2 separate regions of the Oryctolagus cuniculus genome follow, and region 2 is linked to region 1. Evidence: chromatin contacts called from public Hi-C data. All regions are on one chromosome and are shown on one strand. The core of a region is the stretch at or near the end of the contact, and the rest is flanking DNA. Distances in the headings are between cores, read along the strand shown. Region 1 overlaps SDCCAG8 (SHH signaling and ciliogenesis regulator SDCCAG8). Region 2 has its middle 23 kb from the start of SPMIP3.

The links. Hi-C and Micro-C count contacts between places; a contact is called where the count stands out from the background.
Region 2: a Hi-C map of embryonic fibroblasts shows a contact between it and region 1, with 2.8 times the contacts expected there. The contact joins two enhancer-like sites. A contact is called at or near these places in 2 of 6 Hi-C or Micro-C datasets (ear pinna and embryonic fibroblasts).

The regions. Positions count from the first base shown.
Region 1 is chr13:63,528,541-63,535,217 of mOryCun1.1, reverse strand. The region is part of intron 15 of SDCCAG8 (SHH signaling and ciliogenesis regulator SDCCAG8); the gene reads right to left. Among named protein-coding and RNA genes, the nearest start is that of CEP170, 250 kb to the right of the region's middle. Within about 2 kb of position 5,362, at least 3 of the 8 cell types and tissues checked have an H3K27ac peak or open chromatin away from gene starts, as enhancers often do.
Region 2 is chr13:64,274,171-64,281,332 of mOryCun1.1, reverse strand. No RefSeq gene overlaps it. Among named protein-coding and RNA genes, the nearest start is that of SPMIP3, 23 kb to the left of the region's middle. Within about 2 kb of position 3,157, at least 1 of the 8 cell types and tissues checked has an H3K27ac peak or open chromatin away from gene starts, as enhancers often do.

The DNA of each region.
Region 1 (6,677 bases), core at 4,113-6,612:
ATTGAAATAAAAATCAAAAGGGGAGAGAATAATGAGTGAGTGTTGTATGAAATTCAACTTTCAGTGCCTCTAAGTCAGCTTTCAGGGCAATGTGGCCATGCTCATTCATCCACGGATTGTCTGTGGCTGCTTTCATACCACGAGGCTAAGCGGTTGCAATGGGAACCACATGGCCACGGAGCCTAAAATATTTCTTACCTGACCTTCTAGAGAAAACACTGAGGCTAGAAAATATCTAATATCTCTTCCAGTTCCACATTTCTACTTTATGACTTCATAAAATTTTACTAGGTTTCTATCTTCAAGTATCACCTTCAAGTATCTAGGTGACCCAAATTGAAGTTTTAAAAATCCTGTTACTCTAATTAGTGGTCTAGGTAATTAATTTTTATAGATACCTCAAAGTTGTATGCTTTGATCCAATACTTAGAAATTGTTACTGTATTTTATATATTTCCATCTTATTAATGCAGTCATACAGAATTAGCCAGAATCAGCAGTTTTCTTAGGAGTCTAGAACACAATTCCAGCACCTCATCCTCACTCACAAAGTTAAGGTACTTTCAATGGCTGCTTTGCTTTTTAAATTTCCTTTGCCTAAATCCACCCTAGTCAATAATGATTTCAATAGAGTTAATTCATCCTGAGGCTCATGCAGTCCTGGGAAGAGTTTACACTGTTAATAAAGAGAATTTATTTTCCTGTAATGCCCTTTAAATTTTTCATTCTTTCAAATTTCCAGTTAGCTTTGGCTGTCTACAGAGGTAAAATAGTGGGCTGCTTGGGAACAGACATAGAGGAAAGACCACCCCCACCCCACTCTTCTCCCCCAAACCATCAGGTCATGTTTGAGCTGGGAGCTTTTCAGACCTTTCATTTCAGCCCACCATGGTCACACCGAGGCCCAGAGAGGACAAGTGACTTGCCCACGGTTACCCAGTCTGTCTAGCAAATCTTACACTGGAAGTGTAACTCTTCAATTCCAGTGATGGCAGCATTTCAAAATGTTTTTAAAAGGGTTGGCCAAATCTTTAATTCCTTACTAAAATATACAGATTTCAAGAAGGATCTTAAGAAAGATAATGTCCCAGGCAACGTTCTGGGAAGCTGCTAAGGTGTGAGGAAGAGGACATCCCTAGCCTAGGATTCTCCCACTAGCTCGATGGAAAGAACCAGATTTGGTTTTGTTTTTTATTCCTTTCAAATTTCCAATCTATTACAGACTGATGGTTTTGTGATGTGCAATGGAAATGAGATCGCACTGTCCAACTACTCTCAAAGTCTCTGAACAGTCTTGATTTCATTTCTCATTGTGTCACAGACCAGCTACAAACAGTTTGAGGACCAGCTTTGGGCTGGAAGCCACACTTTGGGCAACAATGACCCAGTCCACAGCCTGGTACAGCACAAATGATGCAAAAACAGGGGGCCTGAAGCTCCCGGTACCACCTTGGAAAGCTTCTTACTGGTGGCTCCCACAGTGCCACAGTGGCCCTCAGTGACCGCTCAGTGCTTGGATGAATGGCCAAGGCAACAGATTTAGTGTTTTAGGTAGCAGAGCCACTGCCTTTAGCAGGACCCTGAAGCCTCTGACAACGTCACTGAGGCTTTTTCACAGACTGACTGCTTAAAACTGCGCTTCTAACAGAAAGGTGGCACAGTTTCACGTTAAGTCGATGAGGAACATCTGTTGCATCCCTACCTTGTAACCTGAAGCCATCTGATAGAGGCGGGGCTTGTAATACAGGGAATAAGGGATCCTCACAATGTGAAACAGGGATGTGAATGGATCTGGCAAGAAGACTTCAACATTCTTTTTTCATTTAACTTATTTTAAGGGGTATCATTGTGGTGCTGGGGATTAGGCCGCTGCTTGTGATGCTGGCATCCCATATCGGAGTGTCAGTTTGAGACCTGGCCACTCCACTTCTGATCCAGCTTCCTGCTCATGCATCTGGGAGGACAGTGGAGCATGGCCCAGGTTCTTGTGTCCCTACCACCCACGTGGGAGACGAGGATGGAGTTCTTGACTTCAGCCTGGCCCAGACCAGACTGCTGCAAGTATTTGGGATGTGAACCAGCAGATGCAAGATTGCTCTCTCCACCCTCCCCACTCTCATTCTGCCTTTCAAGTAGATGAAAATAAATAAACATTTTAAAAAATTGCTGAGGATCCAAGACACTTTTTTTGATAGGCAGAGTTAGACAGTGAGAGAGAGAGAGAGACAGAGAGAACGGTCTTCCTTCCATTGGTTCACCCCCCGAAATGGCTGCCTGAAGCCAGGAGCCAGGTGCTTCTTCTTGGTCTTCCCATGCGGGTGCAGGGGCCCAAGGACTTGGGCCATCCTCCACTGCCTTCCCGGGCCACAGCAGAGAGCTGGACGGGAAGAGGAGCAACCGGGACAGAATCTTGCGCCCCAACCGTGACTAGAACCCGGGGTGCCGGTGCTGCAGGTGGAGGATTAGCCTAGTGAGCCGCAGTGCCAGCCTCAGGATCCAAGCCACTTTAAAAGAACTCCACCCTGAGCCATCATCAGCTGCCTCCCAAGGTACACATTACTGGGGAGCTGGAATCAGAAGCTGAGGCAGGACTTGAACCCTGGCACAAGGATATGGGATGCAGGCATCTTAAGCAGCATTTTAACCCCTATGTCAAATGCCTGCCCTAAGAATCTTGGATCTTAAAGAACCTAGAAGACCATCTGTCTCAAGCTTGAGTTACCTCAACCAGCTCTTTTGAAAAAAAAAAAAAAAAAGCAGAGTCATGGCAACTGCGGCCCATTGTTCAAAGAAAATGGGGCAGAGGAATGGAAATTGCTGAAAATCAGAATCATCACAGAGTAGGATCCAGGCTGCACTGGGCTTAAGGCCATACAGAAGCACTAGCAGAAAAGCCCACATTGCTTTATGTATCATATCCTTCCCTCATCCCAAAGGTATGAATCCTTTTGGTTTATTTGGAAATAATGCTAAACTGACAAAAATTTCCAAGAATACCCACATATCGCTGAACTGAATTCAGCTGTTGTGTTAATTTTGCCCCATTTTATTTATTATACTTTTTCGTGTGTATACAAGTATATAGTACTTTTTTCTGAACCTTTGAGAACAAGTTGCATATACCATTGCCCTTTTTCTCCTAGATGCAGCAGTGTACCTCCTGTGTATAAAGATCTCCTCTTACAAAATCTTCTCTTATGGCATACTATCTACTACAGTGAATTTAATATCAATATAATGCTTTTAGTTAACCTACTGAATTCTGGTTTTGCCAAGTGACCTAATAATATCCCTTTCCTCTTCTACAGAAAATATCCTTTGCACTTAGTTGTCCCACCTCTGTGGATTTATGGATTCTGCAACTGGGAAGAGCCAAAGACCCGTTTCATTGGGATGAGTGCTATTTGCAATTAAAGCAACAACCGTCTTAAAGATACAAAGCTATAAGATGCAGGGCAGTCCTGCTCAGATACCCTCTAACAGGTGTTCATGGACAGGGCTGTGTTTTCAGAAAGACTCTGTTCTAGTGAGGTCCTCGTGGTGCTCCCAAGACCAAAGCCCTCTGAGAGGGGTTCTGGAGCGTTTGGAGCCCCCCACTGTTGTGAGCTCCTCCTCGGTTTCCTTCATTGCTGACCATCCCTGGGATAGCCAAATTGGTCACAGAGGTACGATGGAATAGGAGTGAGCCCATGGCAGCTAAGTAATAACCAGATTCAGTCACTACAGTGCACTTACTGGCACACATCTTAATTAGGTTTTAATGCAAGTAATTTGATAACAACTCCTGGACATCTACTACAGAACTGTCAATGCCGAAAGCTTTTTTATTTAGCTTCTCTTCCCTCTATACCGACACAGCCTCCCTGCTGACCCTTGTCAAAGAACCCCATCTGCTGGTTGCCACGGTAACTGAAGGCGACCAATTGAGCTGAACAGAGTGACTCAGAAATAAAATCTGCCGCCAAAGGAATTCTGCTAAGAGTAATAAATCATTTAGTAAAAGGGGGTCCTCCACACGGTGCTGAGTGTTGGGATTATATGATGGCATAACTCTTCCAGCTAGAAGGTCCATGACAGATCAGAGTGATTAGGCCTGCTGGAGGGCTCATTTTGGTTTCCAGCGGGCTCCAGCAGAAGAGCCCGATTCTGCCCAGTTACATGCCACTGTGGGGGAGAAGAAATGAACTAAGTCAATTTTTTAATATTTGGGCTGCAAATTTTTGAATTTTAACGAGTGGCAAAAGAATCAGTGAAGGCTTCCAGCAGTCCTTTCTCCTTTTGTTTTGTTTTGTTTTATCATCTCAAGCTAACACAGTGCTCGGGTAGCCCAGGGAATCACTGTGGCACTGAGGAAGATGGCAAAGAGAACACATAGGAAGACTCCTCTGGGATATGCCAGTTCAGTACCACCTCCCTGTCATCAATCAGCTTTTAGGTGTTCCAACCAGAAAGTATCTATGTGCACAAGACGTGCAGTCCTTGAGATGGATAGCAAGGGAGCCTTAGAGGAGCAGCAGCGTGCTCCAGCGACAAGACACAGTGTTCCTTGTGGAACAGAATCCTCATTTTCTCCTAAATTAAGATTTCCTGAATAAGAGGGACAGAAGGGAAAGGGAAGGCGAGACTTTCATCTGGGTCTGCTCCAGGGGACAGTAGGCAGTCCCTCCCTGCACAGGCCCCAGCTCCCAGATTTCACAAAGAACCCCTGCTCCACCTTTCATGTTAAATCACGTAGGGTTTAATTCCTAGGTGCCGGTTCCTTGGTGGTTGTTTTGGGAGAAATTAGGTTCCAGGGCAGTACAAGCAGCCGTCCTGACGGAAAGCACAGTAGGAGGAGAGGGGCCACAGGGCCTGGTGGGCTGGGGGGGCAGCTCCATGCCCACCGGCTGCAGACTCCCATTTTAAAAGATGCACGGGCAGGATTCCGACCGTCTCCCCAGCCCCTGACCCATGTGGCAGTGGGAGTACCCGTGTACTGAGTCATCCACACAGAGAATTTCCTGCTTCAGAAAAAGAGCAACTGCCAAACAGAAGGTAGAATATTTCCCCCCCTCCCGCTGCTTGCCAGTAGAATGCTTAAGTCTTAAGTTTGACGGAGTTAGGGAGCGGCTGTGCGCGCTCCGGACGAGCCCTTCCCGTATTCAGCTTTTCCGCGAGCGCACGGAGCACAGCCCTGCAGTGCCACGCCGCGTCCCGGGAACTCCCAGCCGGTATGCTACCCCAGGCTGGGCAACTGCTTCTGCAGGCTGAGCAGACAACAGGGCTCCGCGAGTGCCTCCGGCACGCCAGCACCTGCTCTCGGGCCACCTCGGAGCGCGTTCTGGGCCGGAGGCGCCCCACTCCGCGGCAGCTCCGCGCTCCAGCTCTGAGCGCCGCCGCGCGCCGGGTCTCCCCGCCCGTGCCGACCTCCCGCCGGCTCCGCCTCTGGACACTCGGCGGCCCGGGCTTGCCCGGCGTCCTGCCGTCCCCCGGGAGGGCCCCGAACCTCCTCGGGGCAGGCGCCCCGCACCTGGAGGGCGGCGAGCTCAGACGGTGGGGGGCGGGAGGCTGGGTGCGGAGCATCTGGCTCGGGAGACTCCGCGGGGGCTCAACGGGCCTCTGGACTTTGGCAGCAGGAGAGGATTAAAGAGAGATGGCAGTTGAGGGAGGGAGATGGGTGAAAGCTTCATTAACTCCACGCTCACGTCCCAATTTCTTTCCCCTGAGAAGAAATCAGGAGAAAGGTTGATTTCCTCGTGATGAGAAAGGTGCTGCGTGGTTGTATTTGCTCATCTTACTTTTTAATTCCTTATTTGTAAACAAATAAATGAAACGCTGTTTGTTGATGATCAGGAAGGACTCAAATTTTAATTAAAGAGGGAAAAATCTTGGCCTATAGGCCAAGGGAGTATTACAGCCTGTTTTGATTTCTACATTAGAGGTTATGCTTCTCATGGGACTTAGTTGAAACTAGCAAGGACTCAAACAAGGTGGGTGAAAAGGTGCTGGGTATGGCATTGCCCCCACCTCCATCCCAATAGCTACACTGAATTTTAAGATCAGTCCTAAAATGTGCTAGGGAAAACAGGACTTCGTGATGACAATACTGTCAGCCAGAACTGCTTTATGACCCAGTTCATACTTGAATTCTCTCCCTTTCTTTACAAAGTTACCATGAGTTTCACTTCTGAGCCCTACTTCCAATTCTTTGTCTCTGCTCCCTCTCCCGATTTCTCCTCCATATTTCAATTCCCAGACACTCTTGAACTTTTGCACACGCTGCCAGTTTGAGCCTGCACAGAAGAATCAGTGTATTAATTCCACTCGGAGGCAGTGCGATTTTTCTAACACAATCTGCCCAACCTGAACTCTTTCCTTCAGAAACACTTTGCCTTTAAAAAGAAACTCCCAGCATGAACCTCATAAGAAGCGACATGTAACAGACAGTGCATGTGGCGCTGGGCATGCAGCTCAGAATTAAAAGAGAATTTTTTACTTTGTTTCTTCAGTGCCATGTGCATAATGTACATGTGGACGAAACTGACATCAGACATTTAAAGCAAAAAGGGGTGGGGGAAGGAGGATGTGATGGTGGCGGGAAAGAGAGAAAATATGTTGATAAAAACAGTAACTTCTGTTAATCTACATTTTTCAGTCACTGTCTTAATTAAGAATGTTAGGAAATATGTTGCAGTTTA
Region 2 (7,162 bases), core at 1,908-4,407, 750 kb before region 1:
AAGACAGCTTAGACATCTGAGTCATAAGTCCTCAGCATTCACCCAAGGATTTGTTGTCCCTTTGGCTGGGATGCCATTGTCTCATGGCCGAATGATTGTTCCTGCAGCCAGCTGTACCTCATCATCTGGGAGAGAGACCAATTAGCAGACTTGGTGTCGGCAGGTCCACTGGCCCAAGCAGAACTGAAATTCAGCAAGAGGTGAGGACTGTGAAATTTGGGTTTAAACACCAAGTCCCAAGCTTGGCACCAGGCATTCTTGGCTTCCTCCTAACAGCTGCACAGAAGCAGTGGCCAAAGCCATCTTGTGTCTGATGAGTCATCTTGCGTCAGCCCTGTGTGGCACAGACGTCCCGTGTGGCCTCCTTTAGCGGCTGGTCTGGCTTAGGCTTTTTCCAAAAGACAAGGGAGCTGAACACCTAAGCCCCCAAACACGTGGACGCTTTGAAATTCCATGTAAGTGAACTTCTTTAACCTCACAGACGGTTGCTGTTATCCGTTTGAGAGTCCTATGAAAAAAGATGAAGAAACGGACCTTACTGGGAGTAGTGCAAGCTGAGCGTATTTGGCAATATGTACATTTAGGAAAGCACGTGACGGGGAGAAGCCCTCTCTTTTCTTATTCTAAGGCCAGAGATCTGTACTGTAGCAGATTAGACACCAAAACAGGATTCTATTTCTTCTTCTCTTCCTTCTCTTTTTAAAAATGATTTATTTCAAAGATAGAATGAGAGGCAAGAGCCGGCACCGTGGCTCGCTAGGCTAATCCTCCACCTGCGGTGCCGGCACACCGGGTTCTAGTCCCGGTTGGGGTGCCGGATTCTGTCCTGGTTGCCCCTCTTCCAGTCCAGCTCTCTGCTGTGGCTGGGGAGTGCAGTGGAGGATGGTCCAGGTGCTTTGGCCCTGCACCCACATGGGAGACCAGGAGGAAGCACCTGGCTTGTGGCTTCGGATTGGCACGGTGCGCTGGTGGTAGCAGCCACTTAGGGGGTGAACCAACGGAAAAAGGAAGACCTTTCTCTCTGTCTGTCTCTCTCTCCCTCTCTCTCTCTCTCTAACTCTGCCTGTCAAAAAAAAAAAAAAAAAAAAAAGAATGAGAGGTGCGCGAGAGAGAATGAAAATGAATCAGAGAGATACCTTCCATCCACTGGTTCATTCCCAAATGGCCACAACAGCTTGGGCTGGTCCCAAGCCTGGAGCCAGGAGCTTGACCCAGGTCTCCCAGGAACCCAACTATTTGGATCATCATCTACTGTTTCCTAGGTGCATTAGTAGAGAGCTGTATTGGAAGTGGAGTAGCCAGGACTTGAACCGATGCTCCAATATGGATGCAGGCATCCTAAGTGCTGGCTTAACCCACTGTGCCTCAATGCCTGCCTCAGTAGGTTTGTGTTCCTGAAGTTTTACCGAGTGTGATTACAGATTCCACTCGTCTATGCATGTTTAACATGTTTCTGTGAACATGCTTATCACCTCCATGAGTCTCTTTCTATTCACATTATCTCATTCAACTTCTTAAAACCCTGAGAGTCAAACATTTATTATGATTTCCATTTTACAGATAAGAAAACAGGTTCATAGAACTAAAATGATAACGGGCAGAGGTGTGGTGCAGTGGCTAAGTTGCTTCTTGCGACAACCACCTTCCATTTCAGGGTGGCTAGTTCAAGTCCTGGCTCTGCCACTTCTTATCTAGCCTCTGTTAATGTGCACCGGGGGAGCAACAGGTGATGGATCAGGTGTTTGGGTCCCTGACACCCATGTAAAAACCTAGACTGAGTTCCAGGCTCCTGGAATTGGCATATTCAGCCCTGGTTGTTGTGGGCATTTGGGGAGTACATCAATGGATGGAAGATCTTGCTCTATCTCCCTCTATGTCTCACTGCCTTTTTTTTTTTTTTTTTTTTTTTGGACAGGCAAAGTGCACAGTGAGAGAGAGAGACAGAGAGAAAGGTCTTACTTTGCCATTGGTTCACCCTCCAATGGCCACTGCGGAGGCGTGCTGCGGCCAGTGCACCGCGCTGATCCGATGGCAGGAGCCAGGTCTTCTCCTGGTCTCCCATTGGGTGCAGGGCCCAAGCACTTGGGCCATCCTCCACTGCACTCCCTGGCCACAGCAGAGAGCTGGCCTGGAAGAGGGGCAACCGGGACAGATTCCGGCGCCCTGACTGGAACTAGAACCTGGTGTGCCGGCGCTGCAAGGTGGAGGATTAGCCTGTTGAGCCGCGGCGCCGGCCTCTCACTGCCTTTTAATAAAAACAAATACATACATATACACACACACGTAAATGAAATGACTTGCTCAAGCATGCTGCCACAAGTAGCTGTTTAGTGCTTGAATATAAAGCTAAAATTCTAGAGGCCTGTGCTGTAGCATAGTGGGCTAAGCCTCTGCCTGCAGGGCTGGCATCTCATATAGGTGCTGGTTCTAGTCCTGGCTGCTCCTCTTCCGATCCAGCTCTCTGCTTATGGCCTGGGAAAGCAGTGGAAGATGGCCCAAGTGCTTGGGTCCCTGCACCCATGTGGGAGACCTGGAAGAACTTCCTGGCTCCTAGCTTTGGGTCAGCCCAGCTGCAGCCATTGTGGTCATTTGAGGAATGAACTAGTGGATGGAAGACTCTTCTCTCTGTCTCTCCCTCTCTGTCTATAACTCTGCCTCTCAAAAATAAAACAAAAATCTTAAAGCTAAAATGTTAACTCCAAACATCTAAGTTTTCCCCCCAAAATGTAACATATATTCATGAGATGTCTTAAGTGAAAATCTATCTAAATTCTGTAAAAAATTCTCCAAAGACCTGACCCAGCCATATGTTATAAAACTTGAGATAAGATCTTATCTGGCCTTGAGCCACCCTAACATGGCCACAAGATGGCAGAGTAACCTTGACAATTGAGAAACTGGCTTTATTCCTTACACCAGTAGAGGGCTGTAGTTCCTTCTTAGAAAAAGTGAAAAATGAAAAAAGAAAAGAAAAACAAAACAAAAACCCTCAGTGAAATAGGATGGTGGGAGGTTTGTTTTCCTTCTTTCTCTTTCTTTTTAACATTAGGCAGTGGGAGTTCAAACAAACAAGTCTCCATTTTCACCTCTGTGTTTGCTTTTGGAGGCACGAGGTCAGGATTTGGGCCAGCCGCCTAGCCTACATTATTCATCTGTCCAGCTCCAGCCCTGGAACAAATGTGAAGAAATGAAGTAGCTTCAGTCGAGGGAAAACAGTGTTGTTATTGTGGCTGGTGACAGTTCTATTTGCCAACAAACATAAAAACATACTTTGGAACCCGAATGCGCTTGTCAGAGGGAACTTTTGTTCCATGTTGGGGCTGGGACATTTCCAGATAGAAATCGGGCTGGCATCTGAGCTTCAGGAGGCTGGGAGAGAGCTGTGCACAGCAGCCACTGACCCGAAAGGCCAGGCCATCAGCTGCAGTTTGCATTTCATCTGGGTGTTTGACCGCAGTCCATGCGGCTCCTGGTTGCCAACTGGGGTCACTGCCCTGAATGGGTATCATGGGGGCGCGGGGAGTGTAGGGTTTGCAGTCCAGGATGATGGGCTCGCCACAAAAGGGGATAAACAAGTTTTGGATGCTGAGCTTTTGGAAGGCGGTCCTCACTTTGGGGCTTTGGGGTAGCAAAAGCTGTCCTGATCCACAGCATTTATTTGCTGTCAGATCTCAATTATCCTAAGATTGCTGGCAGCACCTTCAGGATCTCTTTGCTACATGGATTAATTACTCTAGGGATAAAGCCATTTTTACCGTATCTGCTGGTACGAGTTTAGGGGACGTGAATTCATGTTAATGCCACTCTAAGAAAGCCTAATTCCAAGGACCAATCTGCTTATGCCTGTTACTGTTAGAAAATTCAAGTTGAAGGTCCCTTCCACAGCTGTCTGGGGCCTGCCACCTCCCTCGCAGATGGCAGAAAGTCATTGGATGGACTGTACTCTGTTATAGTAGTCTCTCTATTTGCAAAGAGAGACTGTCTTAGATTGCTAGCATGGTGAATATCACTGAAACACAGTGGAACGGAAACCACTCTGTGTGTCTTAACTCCTGGCTTGTCTCACAGCGTCACCAGCCATGCTGCGGATGCTTTCACTGGGCATTTCAGTGGCAGCTGAGGGCTATAGCCTGAACGGCAGCAGTGGAGAGGATCAGGTCCACACGGCTGTGTCTCAGATGGCCCACGCGCCCTCGGAAGTAGGGCTGTTCAGTGACCGGGTAAGCTCTTGTTTTACAAAGTTACAGCTCCCAGGAAGGGAGTGCCCTCAGCACACATCTAATTGGTGGCAGAGGAGGAAGGAGAGCACAGCTGTCTCCCAGGTTAGTGTCACTTCTATTTCGCCACACATTTGAAAAACCCTCTTTATTTTTCTTTAAAGCCTCATTTTAGTCCACAGTTGTCTTCAGCACTGTACCGTAATAAGCAAGAGGCCTCTCTTTTCCTCTCTTCAGAATCACTGGGGTTTCCGTTCCAACCCCTGAGCCTTGTTAGCCTTCGCTCATTCTAGAGCTGAAAAGTTTAACTCCCAGCATTCAGCCTCAGCTTTGCGGCACGTGTGACCCAGGAAAGTATTACAAGAGGCTGGGGCTGTCGAACTTCTCCTGGAGAGGAATCTCGAAGTGTTCCCGGACGAGGACAGGCTGTCTGTGGGTAAGCCCAGCACACTCGTTCTGTGTCCGTGTCCGCTACGTGTTCCTGGAGCTAAGTAAGTACTTGAAGACAGTTCACCACTGTCTCGGATCAACCCGACCACCACACTGTTACAGGTACAGGGTCGCCCCTTTGATCTGCATGACGTCAGGAGAGACCCTGGGACTTTCCTGCGTTGGGTGGGGCTTCCGGCAATGGCCTTCTCACCAAGGAAAGTCACGCCACTTAGGGTCTTGGGGTCCCGTTCTTTCTGGAGCTCGGTGGCCTGCAAGGCGTTCCTCATCAACCCAGCGGTCTTCAGGCCAGTGCTCCGTCGCTTGGTTGGTGGCTGGTGTCCGGGTGACTTTGGAGAAGTCATTTCTTTCATTTTCAGTTTCCTTCTGCGGCTGGGTCAGGCGCCGTGATGCCCTTTGCCTTTAGAGGAAGAGAGAGCAGCAGTGACACCCCGGGGGGCGCCGTGTGACGCACGGGGTAGTGAAAGCCTCATAGGTGGAAATGTGACAAGCACCGGGCTTCCCCGCGGGCCCGGAGCCACCTGTGGAAACCCTGGACTTCTTGTACCTGGCCTTCTCCTTTCTGAGGGGGCAGGCCTAAATGCATCCTCAAAGAGGAATCCGAAAGAGAAGAGATTGCAAGCCAGGCAGGAACTCGGGTTCTGGACGGTGTCGGTGAGGGGCATGATGGACAGGCGGGTTAGGTAGAGCGCCGGCTTCGCCCGCCCTTGCAGGAGGGCCTGCTCCAAGCTTGCCCACTTGAGCGGTGCTCTGCCGCCTTGGCCTATTACGTAGTCTTTCATAAGGATACGGGATGCCAATGCCCGAAGTGCATTCCATTGCCTACAGCGTGGGCTGAAGGGTCAGGACTTGTATTTGCTTTTTCTTACTTTTTTGCAGGTGATCTTATTTGAGACATTTTCATCCTTTATAATATAAAGGATTTGATCCTTAGTTACAGTTGGTGCTGAATTATTATTCCACCCTTCAAAATACTTTTATTGTATTTATTTGAAAGGCAAGGAGACAGAGAGATCTCCCGTCGCGGTTTGACTCCCCCAGATGTACACAGCAGGCAGGACTGGACCAGGCTGAAGCTGGGAGCTAGGCACTCCATCCCAGTTTCCCGGCCATAGGAATGTGAACCTCCAGAGACTGCTTCCCAAGGTGTGCAGGAAGCTGGCACTGGCAGCTGGAGCTGGGACTAGAACCCAGCTACTCCAAAATGGGAATGCAGGCATCCCAAGCAGCGTCTTAACCACTGAGCCAAACACTCTCCTCTATCATTCAGTTTTTGTTTACCTTTTAAATTCTGTCTATTTTTCACCAGAGCATTTAATGTAGTTAATTCTGGAAATAGTTGCTTTTATCCTTTTTTTACATTGCTTTTGTGCATCCAAAGTTTTTTCTTTTTCATATAAGATCGCATATTCATGTACTACTTTAATGGCTTTATTCTTTACATTTAAATCTAAAATAGTTTTTAAATTTTTAATTGATACATACCCATTTATATATGTGTGTGTGTATATACATGCATGATTTTCCAGAAAAAAAGTTAAAACAAATTCACACTCAATTCCATTACATTCCCAAAGGCAACTAGTGTTAACAATTGATGTATGAATTCTTCAGCCTTTCTCTAAATTTGCAGTGTATGTGTATGCACACAAGCATGTATGTGACAATTATTTTTATATAAGTAAAATACATATACATACAATACGGATCATTCTACAGCTTGGTTCTCTGCATATGACTCTGGCTCATGGAGACATTTCCATGCCAGTATACATAGCTTTACCTTGTTCTTAATTGCATAACATTATATATTATACATGTGTACATCATCCTCGACTTCCAATGCAATTGCATCTCAGCAAACCCATCAAAAGTTGAAAATGTATTTAATGCACCCAACGTATGGAATAGCCTAGCTTAGCAACACAGTCGTTCACTGTAGGGTATTGGCTGTTTCCCATCATGGTCACTGGGCTGCAGCTCACTGCTGCTGCCTGGCGTCTCAGGAGAGTGTCACAGCACACAGCACCATCTGGAGAAGATCCAAATTCAAACTTCAGAGAATGTACCAAAAGTTGATAAATTTCAAGTCAAACCATTGTAAGCTAGGGGCTGTACAAGCTTGTGCAAATAGCCTGTTTTTATTTCTTAAATACATCCTTAAGTATAAAAAGCAACACATAGAGTGGGAGACAATAAGGACTCATCCATTATTTATGAAAAGCAAACAAACATCGAACAAATCAAGAGGAAAGAGATAGATGACCACCACCACCAACAACAACAACAAAGGACAAAGGACATTTTACCAAAGAACAAAGCCAAATGACTGCTGGACACCTCAGAAGGTGCCAGACCTCACTGGTCATTAGGGGTGGTGAAGACACAAAGGGTGGGAAAGACCAAGAGCAGGTGCCCATCAGCAGTGCGACTGGGCCAGTTTATCTGCAGCATCACCAACGTGTGGGGTTGTCACTGTGTTTTACCTTAGCCAC